3 separate regions of the Mus musculus genome follow, and all the other regions are linked to region 1. Evidence: chromatin contacts called from public HiChIP or PLAC-seq data. All regions are on one chromosome and are shown on one strand. Each heading gives the region's core, a stretch centred on a gene start, on an enhancer-like site or on the middle of the called end of the contact. The rest is flanking DNA. Distances are from core to core; before and after follow the strand shown. Region 1 overlaps Gm42346 (gastrula zinc finger protein XlCGF71.1-like). Region 2 holds the start of Zfp984 (zinc finger protein 984). Region 3 has its middle 17 kb from the start of Zfp985.

Region 1 (3,644 bases), core at 483-2,982:
ATTTATTCATTCATACCTATATAATCAGTCTTCTAATATCCTTGTATGTTGTGTCCGACCAGCGGCTCACATGTCTGGGTTCGGTTCTGGGAAGGCATCTTGGAATCTGGAAGAGAAGAGGGAGCTAGGTGGACAAGAGAAAGATGAAGCTAAGACAAAAATTCTGATCAAAGCTCAATTTTACTAATTCGTGCACCAAGTTATGAAGGAGGGGAAGGGGGCCGATTCCCGCCAAATCATCTTACAGGTGAACACGTGATAGCTCCAGAACAGCTTCTTGGCAGGCAGCAGCAGTGGGAGTGGCAGGACGATAGGGCTGCAATTCTTCTGTTGAGGGACATCTGGGTTCTTTCCAGCTTCTGGCTATTATAAATAATGCTGCTATGAACATAGTGGAGCATGTGTTCTTATTACCAGTTAGAACACATTCTGGATATATGCCCAGGAGAGGTATTGCTGGATCCTCTAATAGTACTATGTACAATTTTCTGAGAAACCGCCAGAATGATTTCCAGAGTGGTTGTATAAGCTTGTAATCCCACCAACAATGGAGGAGTGTTCCTCTTTCTCTGCATCCTCTCCAGCATCTGCTGTCCCCTGAATTTTTTATTTTAGCCATTCTGAGTAGTGTGAGGTGGATTCTCAGGGTTGTTGTGATTTGCATTTCCCTGATGATTAACGATGTTGAACAGTCTTCTAGGTGCTTCTCAGCCATTCCATATTCCTCAGTTGAGAATTCTTTGTTTAGATCTGAGCCCCATTTTTAAATTTTTTTTTTTATTTTCTGGAGTCCATCTTCTTGAGTTCTTTATATATATTGGATAATCCTCCCCTAACATCATTTTAATTCATCATCTTCTTTGACTGAGGCATCCATCTCCTCTACCTTTTCTTTAAGTCTGATAATCTGTCTCCCACAGGTTCTCTATGTATTATTTTTATTTGCCTTACTGCATTTTGTTTTCAGGGTCTTTTGGGGAGGACATTTCTAAGCACCTATTGAACTCAATTTAAATATTTTATATTGTCGACATTTCCTTCAGGAATCTGGTATTATTTTCTTGTTCATCATTCATTTTCTTCCTCTCTGAGTGGATTTTCATGGTTTACAAACTTTAATCTCCTTGATCATGACTGTGGCTTTTCAATTCTTTATCTTGGATATCATGTAAATTGTGCTCCTTATAGGGTACATATATGGTTTGAAGTTTGAGACAAGGACATTTTATCGTAGTTTCTGTTTGTTTTGGGTTCTGAGCATCAGAATTTAGAGGAATTGCTTAATTGTGTGCATTTTTAGTCCAGAGGGCTAGACTCAAAATATGAGAAGTTAGGAAGGATCCATTGTATCTGAAGGGTTCAGAACCCAGGTGCAGTGTCCTACTACATCCAGCTCTGGTCTAGTCTGGCAGCAACTTTGTGGAGAAGCTGTGCAGAGTAGGTCCAGGGAAGTTGTGTGAAAGGCAGCCTGCAACAGAGTTGGGGGAGGGGTTCCTGATGGGGACTGTGGGATTCCTGCATGAATTGATGAGTTTAAGGAAAAGACAAATTAAAAGCAAAGGAAAAACAAGCAAGCAAGCAAACAAGCAGAAATCCAAAACAAAAAAATTGCTGTGAATAACTGGGAAGCTAATGAATTAAAAGGTCCGGAAGTAGGTGGGCCTAGAAGAATTCCAGGAAGCTGTTGAATATTGGGCGGGTCCAGAAGGAGGGGCTAGGCAGAAGTAAAAGGAAGTTCTGCCATTTCATCATTCTCTTTGTTTCTCCGCTGCCTCGTGGTAAGGAACTCCTGGTGGAAGAGTCATGCCCAGTACTTGCGGCACCTGAAAACTTCCTTAAGCAGCTGTTGTTGTGCTGGCCTCCTAGGATATTCAGCAGCTGGTCCTGTCACCTTCCAGGTCAGAGGAGCGCTGGGCTGGGAAATGGGCAGGAGCAAGGCCAGCATGTGGAACAGTGGTGCATTTTCTGCCGCCACTCTTACAATTTTGTTGTGGATATCTTACCATTGTCAGGAAGTTTGAGACCCTGTGAATTGGGTTCAAGGTCATGTTTTAATAAATTTTATGATTGCCAGAATATTTTTTTTAATAACCCCGTTAGATCTGTGGCCGTCTCCATAGTTTTAAATAGGGATGTAAATGTATATAGGGAAATGTAAATGAGGAAAATACCTAATAAAAATATTTTTAAAAAAAGAAAGTTACTGTGAGGGTGTCTTAAGATGTCTGTTGAGAGTGAATTGTCTGATATGAGGTGGTTTTCTCCAGAAGGTCTACTTGCTTTCTGAATCACCTATTCTGTCCACTCTAAATGTTTTCCTGTCCTTGACCTGTGTTCTTATTGATGCTCTGTGTTGCATTAGTCCCCACTAGAGTGAAATAATTATTGTTGACCTTCTCTGTACTGGTTGCTTTAGTTTTGAGTCTGCTTGCCTTATTTCTGAGGTATGTTTCTTCTCTTATATTCTTGAGAGCTTTTATACTGAGCAGTGTCTATTTTTTACTGTATAAGTAAGTTTCATTCTCCTATTGTCACTGTAATTTGGGAGGATTCCTGACTACATCTATTAACCTAGGCCTAGTCATGTAAGCTTCTACTCTCCATACAGTATTATCTAAGGCCTGGTGTGTTTTCAGCCTCTGAAATTTGCTGCTGAATAAGCTCCCCCTTTTTTATTCCTTCTCAATGCTTACCTGAAATGAATGAAACACCATTCAACTCTGGGCATGATTCATGGTAGGCACTAGCCATTTGTCCTTGACTCTAGTCCCAGGAAGATAAGTTCTCAGTAACAAACCTGATAATAGTGTTTTACAGCCTGGATGCATATGCTCTGTGTTTATGCCAGGTGCCCACTGAGGTCAGAAAGCGTCCTCAGATTATACTTATATTCCTTACTACACTAAATATGTCATGCCATGCTCTCATGTCTGTAGAAGTGTTGACAAGATTCTTTGTATCATTTTGCTTTTAATGTTCTTTTATGTGGTTTATCATTGTCTATTACGTAGTTGTAGTAATTTCATTTTTGTATTTTTCAAACCCTGTTGTGAAACTTCAAGAAGAGTTCCAATATTTGAAACAGGGAAAAAAGAAAAAGGATGAGTTCTTCTCTGGTAAACACTCCACAGGTCAGTGTGCTGTCCACATTTCTTTGAAAAATCCTTTTTCATTCAAACCACTGCATAGTTCTGTTATCTATATGTGGTCATATTATCTAAGAGGATTTTTTCTAATCTCTTCATTTTCTTCTGGGATGAGGAGAATTTAACGGTTTGGTCTTTTCACATATATAACACCATTATATTTTCCGTGCAATTTCCATGGACTGAAAACCTGCAAATCTCAATGGTAATCTATTGTAAATGATGCTCAAAAAATATATCGATTGCGAATTTTTATTTTGGATCGAATTTTGACCTTTTATATTAGTGTGGAAGGAAGGTCTCCTGTGTCACTTAATTTGCATTGGGGTTCCTGTGCTCAGTCTGATGGTTATCTGCAAGCACCACAAATGGATTTGTATTGGTCAGACTGTGGCATGGCCTCAGGGGATAGCACTACCAGGCTCCTTTCAGCAAGTGCGTCTTGGCATCTGTAATAGTGTCTCGGTTTGGTGTCCGAAGATGGGATGGATCCCTAGG
Region 2 (3,644 bases), core at 544-3,043, 2.4 Mb after region 1:
CATGTCTTAGAAAAATAATAAAAGCCTCATAGGAAACTACAGTGGCCTATAAAACTGCCTGTAGCATGTGACCAAATCCATCTCTTGGTCAGGATGTATTATTTTATAAAACTTGCCCACGTGGTACAATTAGTTTTTCTCTGGCAACACTCAGGGTGCACAGACCCACTATATATCTTCTTCTCAGCTGTACCTTACTGCAATCCTGTCTTCATGTTTTATTCAAACCTAAGGTGTAATATTAATAACTAAGCCTATGAAGACTCATTTCTCAATGCTGTATTTACATCAAAGACTACATATACCTCAGTGTTAAACTAACGGGGACTATAACTTTGCTAGGTTAATATTAATATTTACAGCCAGGAGACAGTTAAAAATTGAAACATAAAAACAAAAAGTAAGCCTTTAGGGTCAGGCTTAAAAATAAGATCCTTGTGACTCAATGCCCCCAAGGTATGCTAATCATAAAGCAGATAGCAACATTCCTCCATCCACCCACTTATAAGCTGTGCTTTCAAAGAAAGTCACCTTGACCCACCCCGACAACTCCAGGAACTCACTATGCAAATGTGCTAATGTTATTGAGACTCATACACAGCTGTCTTGACTTTCCACTTTCAACTGGTATTTTTGGTATTTTCCAACAACGCCCTCCCCACCCCCTTGACTTGTGGTTCCTTCCTTTAAATACCCCCTTACCCAGCTACTCTGCATACCACAGTCCTCTAGCATTGCATGGTTTATGACTGTGGGCCTGAGAGCTCTCTTGAAATAAAAGTCCTCTTGCAATTTGCATCAAAACCGTTTCTCCAGTAATTTGGGGTGTTGCCTCTCCTGAGTCAGAACGTGGGAGAGTCCTCACCTTTTGGGTCTTTCAACAGTACTTTATAACGAATATTTTCGAATTCAATCAAATCTGCACTGATCCCCATATGACAAATACCTACAAAGCTCTCTAGGGATGCCTATCCAGTTCCCTGGAGAAAGGGAAACGAAATGGCAAATGGAGGAACAAGGGAGTTAAGAAAGCATGAATGAATTTGAATTTGAGGAGCTTTATTATGGCTTTTGCAAAGACAACCATCCCAATACACAAACTCCAGAGACGGCCAAGGATCTACGGGGTTATTTAAAAAAAAAAAAATCTGGCACCCATAAAATTAATTAAAACATCACCATGAACCCAATTCACAGGATCTCAAACTTCCTGATAATGGTAAGATACCACAACAGAATTGGGAGAGTGGCGGCAGAAAATGCACCCCTGCTCCACATGCCTGCCTTGCTCCTGCCCATTTCCCAGTCCAACAGCTCCTCTGACTTGGAAGGTGACAGGACCAGCTGCTCAATGTCCTAGGAGGCCAGCACAGCAATTGCAGCTTAAAGAAGTTTTCAGGTTCCGCAAACACTGAATTGTGAGAGGGGCGGCAGAAAATGCACCCCTGCTCCACGCCCCTGCCCAGCTCCTGCCCGTTCCCCAGTCCAACAGCTCCTCTGACTTGGAAGGTGACAGGACCAGCTGCTCAATGTCCTAGGAGGGGCAACTGCAGCTTAAGGGAGTTTTCAGGTTCCGCAAACACTGAATTGTGAGAATGGCGGCAGAAAATGCACCCCTGCTCCACACGCCTGCCCAGTTCCTGCCTGTTCCCCAGTCCAACAGCTCCTCTGACCTGGAAGGTGACAGGACCAGCTGCTCAATGTCCTAGGAGGCCAGCACAACAACTGCTGCTTAAGAAAGTTTTCAGGTTCCGCAAATACTAGGCGCTAGTCTCCCTCCATAACTTCCTGATCACGAGGCAGCTGAGATGCAAGAAGAAAGATGAAACCGCGGAACTTCCCTTCATGCTGCCTAGCCCCGCCTTCTGGACCCGCCCAATATTCAGCAGCTTCCTGCAATTCTTCTAAGCCTACCTACTTCGGGACCTTTTAATTAATTAGCTTCCCAATTCTTCACAGCAATGTTTGGTGTTTTGAATTTTTGCTTGCTTGCTTGCTTGCTCGTTCCTTTGCTTTTAATTTGTCTTTTTCTTAAACTCATCTAATCAGGCTGGAGGCCCACCCTCCCCAGCAGGAACCACTCCTCCAACTCTGTTGCAGGCTGCCTTCCACAAAACTTCCCAGGACCTACTCTACACAGCTTCCTCAAAAGGTTGCTGCCAGACTAGACCAGAACTGGATGTAGTAGGACACTGCACCTGGGTTCTGAACCCTTCAGATACAACGCATATTAACTTCTCATATTGTGAGTCTTTTCCTCTGGGCTATAAATGCACACAATTAAGCAGTCCCTTTGAATTCTGATGCTCAGAACAGATACCCAAAACAAACAATAACTTAGATAAAATGTCCTTGGCTCAAACCGCAAACCATATAGGTATCCTATAAGGAGCACAATTTATTTGATATCGAAGACAAAGAATAGAAAACCCACAATCATGATCAAGGACATTAAAGTTTGTAAACCATGTAAATCCACTCACTCAGAGAGAAACGAAATAAATCATGGGCAAGAAAATAATACCAGATTCCTGAAGGAAATGACAATATAAAATATTAAAATTGACTTCAATAAGTGCTTAGAAATGCCAAAAAAAAATCCTGAAAAGAAAATGCAGTAAGGCAAATAAAAATAATACATAGAGAACCTGTGGGAGACAGATTATCAGACTTAAAGAAAAGGTAGAGGAGGTGGATGCCTCAATCAAAGAAAATGATGAATTAAAATGATGTTAGGTCAAGGCACAATATTATTTACTTCTTGAAGGGTGAGACAATAAAGAGAAACTCCTTTGGAAAACTGTCTTGATCTTTGTCAAAAAAAAAAAAGTAAGGAAAGGAAGTAAGGAAGTAAGAAGGAAAGAAAGAAAGAAAGAAAGAAAGAAAGAAAGAAAGAAAGAAAGAAAGAAAGAAAAGAAAGAAAGAAAGGATGAAAGAAAGAAAACTTGAACAAAATTACAATACATACTGCACTGTTTGTTGATAAATGGTTTCCTGATTGTTCCCTGTAACACTCTATGACACCCATGCATATCAGTATAAGCTGGGGAAAGGAGACTCGAGATTTACCCAAGTCTCATTAGACTCTTGCTAGGAAGTCAACTCTTTTCATGATTGTAATGAGTTCCAGGATTCTCATTGACCTCTGAGGTTCAAAACCTGTTGTGATGATTATGAGAGGTTAAAATGGATTCTAGCTCAGCATGGCGGTGAGAGCTCAGAAGCACAAGCCCAGACCTGGGGTTCTGTCTTTAAATAGGGTTCTATGCCTATGGACACCTTTCAGATGGCAGGGCTACTTGTTTCCCATTGTGTTGAGTTTTAGTTTTCCCCATATTGTACTTATGCAAAAAAAAAAGTCACAAGTTAATTGATTCTTCATATGTGAGTAGATTAAACATACTGGTGATTAATAATGCATCTGAGTTAAGGAAAGAAATAAAAGCCTTTTCCTCAGAGCATTTAACTAAGTGTGAGTCCAAAGTTGAATTCTCTACTTCATTTTCCCTGTGTCTTCCACCCTCTGTGTGTCTGTTCAGTTAGTTTAAATCTGTAACTTCCTGAAGGCTGCTTGTATAGCTCTCCCTTTCTGTCTGCCTTTTGTCTCCATGTTGGTGTCTATCTGTGTAATCTGTTGTCTATTT
Region 3 (3,644 bases), core at 734-3,233, 2.1 Mb after region 1:
ATATATAATAACATTTTAAAAAGCTGCTTCATCATACTAGAGACGTATGCTGGACCATTGTGTGTCTTGATTTGTATGGGTATTCCCAGAATGGCCATAACCTCTAACAAATGGGTAGTTACAGATTCAGCCTTTTCTGATGCTGAGGAAGCTTCCCATTGAAATCCTTAATAAGTGTCGATAGTATGATGCACACATTTCAGTTTACCAAACTTTGTAAAATGGAATACATCCATTTGCCAAAGGACATTTTTTTCATACCCTTATGCTTAGTTCCTGAAGGTAATAGAATTTGATTGTATAATGAGCAAGTAGGACATTGCCTCACATTTTCCTTAGCTCTTTCTTTAAAACTTTGCTGTTAACATGATTTTTTATGAAATTCTAAAGCCTCTTTTGTTCTTTCTATCAATAGCTGGTCAATTTCATTATCACCTTGTGACAGAGGGCCTGGCAAACCTGTATGCGATCTTATGTGTGTTATATATAGTGAATGACTCCTATTTCTTATCAATTGTGCTAGCTGAAGAAATAGTGAAGTCAATTCAGATTCATCCTGAATAAGATCAACAGTCTGTATTGGAAAAGCAACCCTTTCTGCATATTGAGAGTCAGTTACTATATTAAGAGACTCTTCAGAATCTGACAACACCATGAGTATTGCACATAATTCAGATATTTGATCAGATTTATAAGAATATTCAGTACCCTACATCTTCTGATTTATGTCCTGCCTTTCCTGATTTATTGGCCTCAGCGTAAAATGTAGGGGCTCCAGATAATGGAATTTCCTTTATTTTATGAGGGAGAATCCAAGTAGTTCTTTTTATGAAATGAAATCATACTTTTATAGTATCTGTTTTTAATCTCTCCAAGAAGTTACTGCATGTTCTTTACCAAGATTCACCTTGTGGCCATAAGGAGGCAATCTCTGCATTATTAAAAGGTACCACGATTTTAGTTGGGTCCGTTCCAACTAATTGTCAAAGTCTCATTTTTTTTTCCTTTTAGTATAAATTCAAAGACCTTCTCCATGTAGGGTTTTCTTACGCTGTTTATGTGCTAAAAATATCCATTCTTTTATTTTTTTAAATTCATATATTTATTTGTTTGTTTGTTTTTGAGCCTGTTTCCCTGTATAGTGCTAGCTTTCCTGGAACTCACTATGTAGATCGGGCTGGCCTTGAACTCAGAAGTCTGCCTGCTTCTGCATCCCAAGTGCTAGGATCAAAGTCATTTGCTACCACTGCCCGGCAAATATTCATTCTAATTTATCTTCCCTCTGCATGGGAATTCCTCGAGGGAAATGAGTTGAAATTAAGATAACTAAGATGCAGGCCATCTTTGGATAAATACTGTCTAGAAGTGTAGATCCCTTGCTACTTGTGGCTTCACCAGGCCACGTGGTTTTGCTCCATCTTCCTTCCACCTCCTTTTCTTCCATCTTCCACTATCTTCTTTGTTTCCTTGTCTGCCTCTCCTCCTTCCCCTCTTCTCCCTTTCTAAAACCTCCAGCCCCACGTTTTCCTTCCACTGCCCAATCACAGGCTTCAGTCTTTATTTGACCAATTTGACCAATTTAAATGGGGAGAAGTTTCACATTAAATCACCAGAGAATGTGATCCACTCCTCCTTGGGGCAGCTCCATTTGAGGAAGCAGAATTAGCATCAAAATACAAACAGCACCAGGGCAATCCACAACAAGGACTACCCTTCACACACACCCATGACATTCCTCCATTGTGCAAACCATGTGGGCCCAGAGCCATGGCCTCACTACCATGGAAGCCATGGAAGTCTCCCACTAAGCACAAGACAACTGAGTCCAACATACACTTTCCTCCTTCCACAATTCTCCCCTTTCTTATTAATTTACCCCTGTGTCTCATCTGGCCATTGGTAGACTTCCTTCCCACTTAAGGGAACCCCAAATAAAATCTCTTAGGTGGTTCCTTTTCATCAGTGGCATGAATGTCAGTTTCTCTGTTCTGGAAACCCTCTGGACTGAGGCAGGAGTTCTATCCCCATGCATTGCTCTGAGAACGTTTGAGAGCCTGATACATGGATGAGGGTTTTCTTTCAAGCCAGGAAATTCATGGCGAATTCGGGTGACACAGACTGAACTCAGGTGGTCCCTCAACATTCAGGAGATCAGGGTTTCAGTATTCAGGTGGGCAAGGAGTCGGTGTCGAGTGTCAATCAGACAAGAACACAAGGGAGTGTTGATCTGAATGTAAGTTCTCAAAGTGAGCATCATCCTTATAATACAGAAGAAAATAAGGAAGTGAGGTGACGCATCACTCAAGGTACGCTGAGGTTACCCGATTCTTAATGACTCTTTACACAAAACAGAAGAATGCATACATAAAGACTGTCAGGAACTAGTCAATGTAAGAACTGAGACAAAGTCAGCTCTATCTCAGGTCAGCTGTATTCTTAGAAGCCATGTATGAGGTCATTATGCTCCTGTGGCAAGGGCTTTCATGTACAAGCCATAGTTCTAATTCTGATTTATTGTTTATCCTACCACCACACAGCTCTTAGTAAATACCTAGCTATGCTATTCCTCTGGGCTAGTGAAAGTATGTGCTAGGGAATTCTGCTCTAGCTAATGTTCTCATGAATAATGCAATACTCTAGTTCCTCCTTCAACCACAGTAGGATCTTCTTCCTAAACCATTGTAAATTCCTGTATATGGTAGTGAATTGGCTGTTATTCTAAGTGATTTTGTGGGGAACTTTCTTCTATTAAGTAATGTAGTCTGCCATACATAACTATAATAAGAATTCTAAACTTACTTTCTTAAGCTTGCCCTGAATTTTCTAACTCTATGTAGTAGATAGTAATGCCTTATTTCTTTCAATATATCTCCTTCAAAACTGGAGTCAATTCATCTGAATAGGTCATAGTTACTAAATTCTAAGCCCAGGGTTGGCTCAAGGACTGCCTAGGACATTGGTGAAGGCCAGGAAGGAAAGTTCAACCTAATTTAGGTATTTGACAAATCATTCCTTGGAGGCACCTATAATAAAATAATACTGAAAGAAAGCACACAGAACCATTCACCAAGTATAGCAAGGATGAATCTGAGACATATTTGTTTATGGGACACCAGAATCATTCCGGGAGACAAGTTCCTTGAAAATTTATGCCTCAGGACTGAGGCCAAGCCTTTGGGCCTGCCACAGAGTTTTTACTTGAGTGGGAGTGGCATTCTGGTATAGTTCCCCACCACCACTTTTGTTATGATTCTTATTGACGTTATAACTAATTTAAAAGTTTTTCCATAGAGGAAGTTATTGCTACTCACAAAAAATATTGTTAGGAATAGGGAAGTGTATATGTGTCTGTAACTGCCTCTTCTCCAGCTATCTTAGCCTTGGCAAACTCACGTCATGGTGAGGAGGAGGAGTCTATTGCAGGCATCTGAAAGCTTGGTGTTAGCTGCAAACCTCCCACCTCCACAGGACACATGGCATGAACTTTGTGCCAGGGATACTACTGCCCTACCTCTCCCACATATAAAAATCCTCCCTCACATTTGCAGCCTCCTCTGGTTGGGCTCCAAGAATCTCCTGCCTTCCAGCTACCTCTTTAGGCCCACAAGACATGACCCGAGGCTTAAAAAGGGGATCACCCACAA

What was found. HiChIP or PLAC-seq counts read pairs in DNA pulled down with a chosen protein or histone mark.
Region 2: an SMC1A HiChIP or PLAC-seq map of the NIH/3T3 cell line shows a contact between it and region 1, with 19 times the contacts expected there. The contact joins the promoter of Zfp984 here to the enhancer-like site in region 1. A contact is called at or near these places in 1 of 39 promoter capture datasets (embryonic stem cells), 1 of 15 datasets of contacts at CTCF or cohesin (the NIH/3T3 cell line), 2 of 484 Hi-C or Micro-C datasets (B cells and nephron progenitors), 5 of 115 datasets of contacts at active chromatin or transcription factors (cardiomyocytes, embryonic stem cells, epiblast stem cells and 2 more) and 3 of 9 other capture datasets (adipose tissue, embryonic stem cells and liver).
Region 3: an H3K4me3 HiChIP or PLAC-seq map of embryonic stem cells shows a contact between it and region 1, with 7 read pairs. The contact joins two enhancer-like sites. A contact is called at or near these places in 5 of 39 promoter capture datasets (the HPC-7 cell line, cranial neural crest, frontonasal cranial neural crest and 2 more), 1 of 15 datasets of contacts at CTCF or cohesin (the NIH/3T3 cell line), 10 of 484 Hi-C or Micro-C datasets (the CH12 cell line, the G1E-ER4 cell line, LSK cells and 5 more), 16 of 115 datasets of contacts at active chromatin or transcription factors (the 230-238 cell line, acute myeloid leukemia, cardiomyocytes and 9 more) and 2 of 9 other capture datasets (embryonic tail and macrophages).

What each region holds. Positions count from the first base shown.
Region 1 is chr4:145,430,684-145,434,327 of GRCm38.p6, forward strand. It overlaps Gm42346 (gastrula zinc finger protein XlCGF71.1-like), which reads left to right. Exons shown (of 3, transcript XM_030253952.1): 2 at 3,063-3,131. Among named protein-coding and RNA genes, the nearest start is that of Gm42346, 20 kb to the left of the region's middle. Within about 2 kb of position 1,733, at least 15 of the 459 cell types and tissues checked have an H3K27ac peak or open chromatin away from gene starts, as enhancers often do. A contact at or near this core is called in the NIH/3T3 cell line, embryonic stem cells and expanded potential stem cells, where this site is marked.
Region 2 is chr4:147,807,995-147,811,638 of GRCm38.p6, forward strand. Zfp984 (zinc finger protein 984) reads right to left here and starts at 1,794. Exons shown (of 6, transcript NM_001127189.3): 1 at 1,674-1,794.
Region 3 is chr4:147,534,393-147,538,036 of GRCm38.p6, forward strand. No RefSeq gene overlaps it. Among named protein-coding and RNA genes, the nearest start is that of Zfp985, 17 kb to the right of the region's middle. Within about 2 kb of position 1,984, at least 7 of the 459 cell types and tissues checked have an H3K27ac peak or open chromatin away from gene starts, as enhancers often do. A contact at or near this core is called in embryonic stem cells, where this site is marked.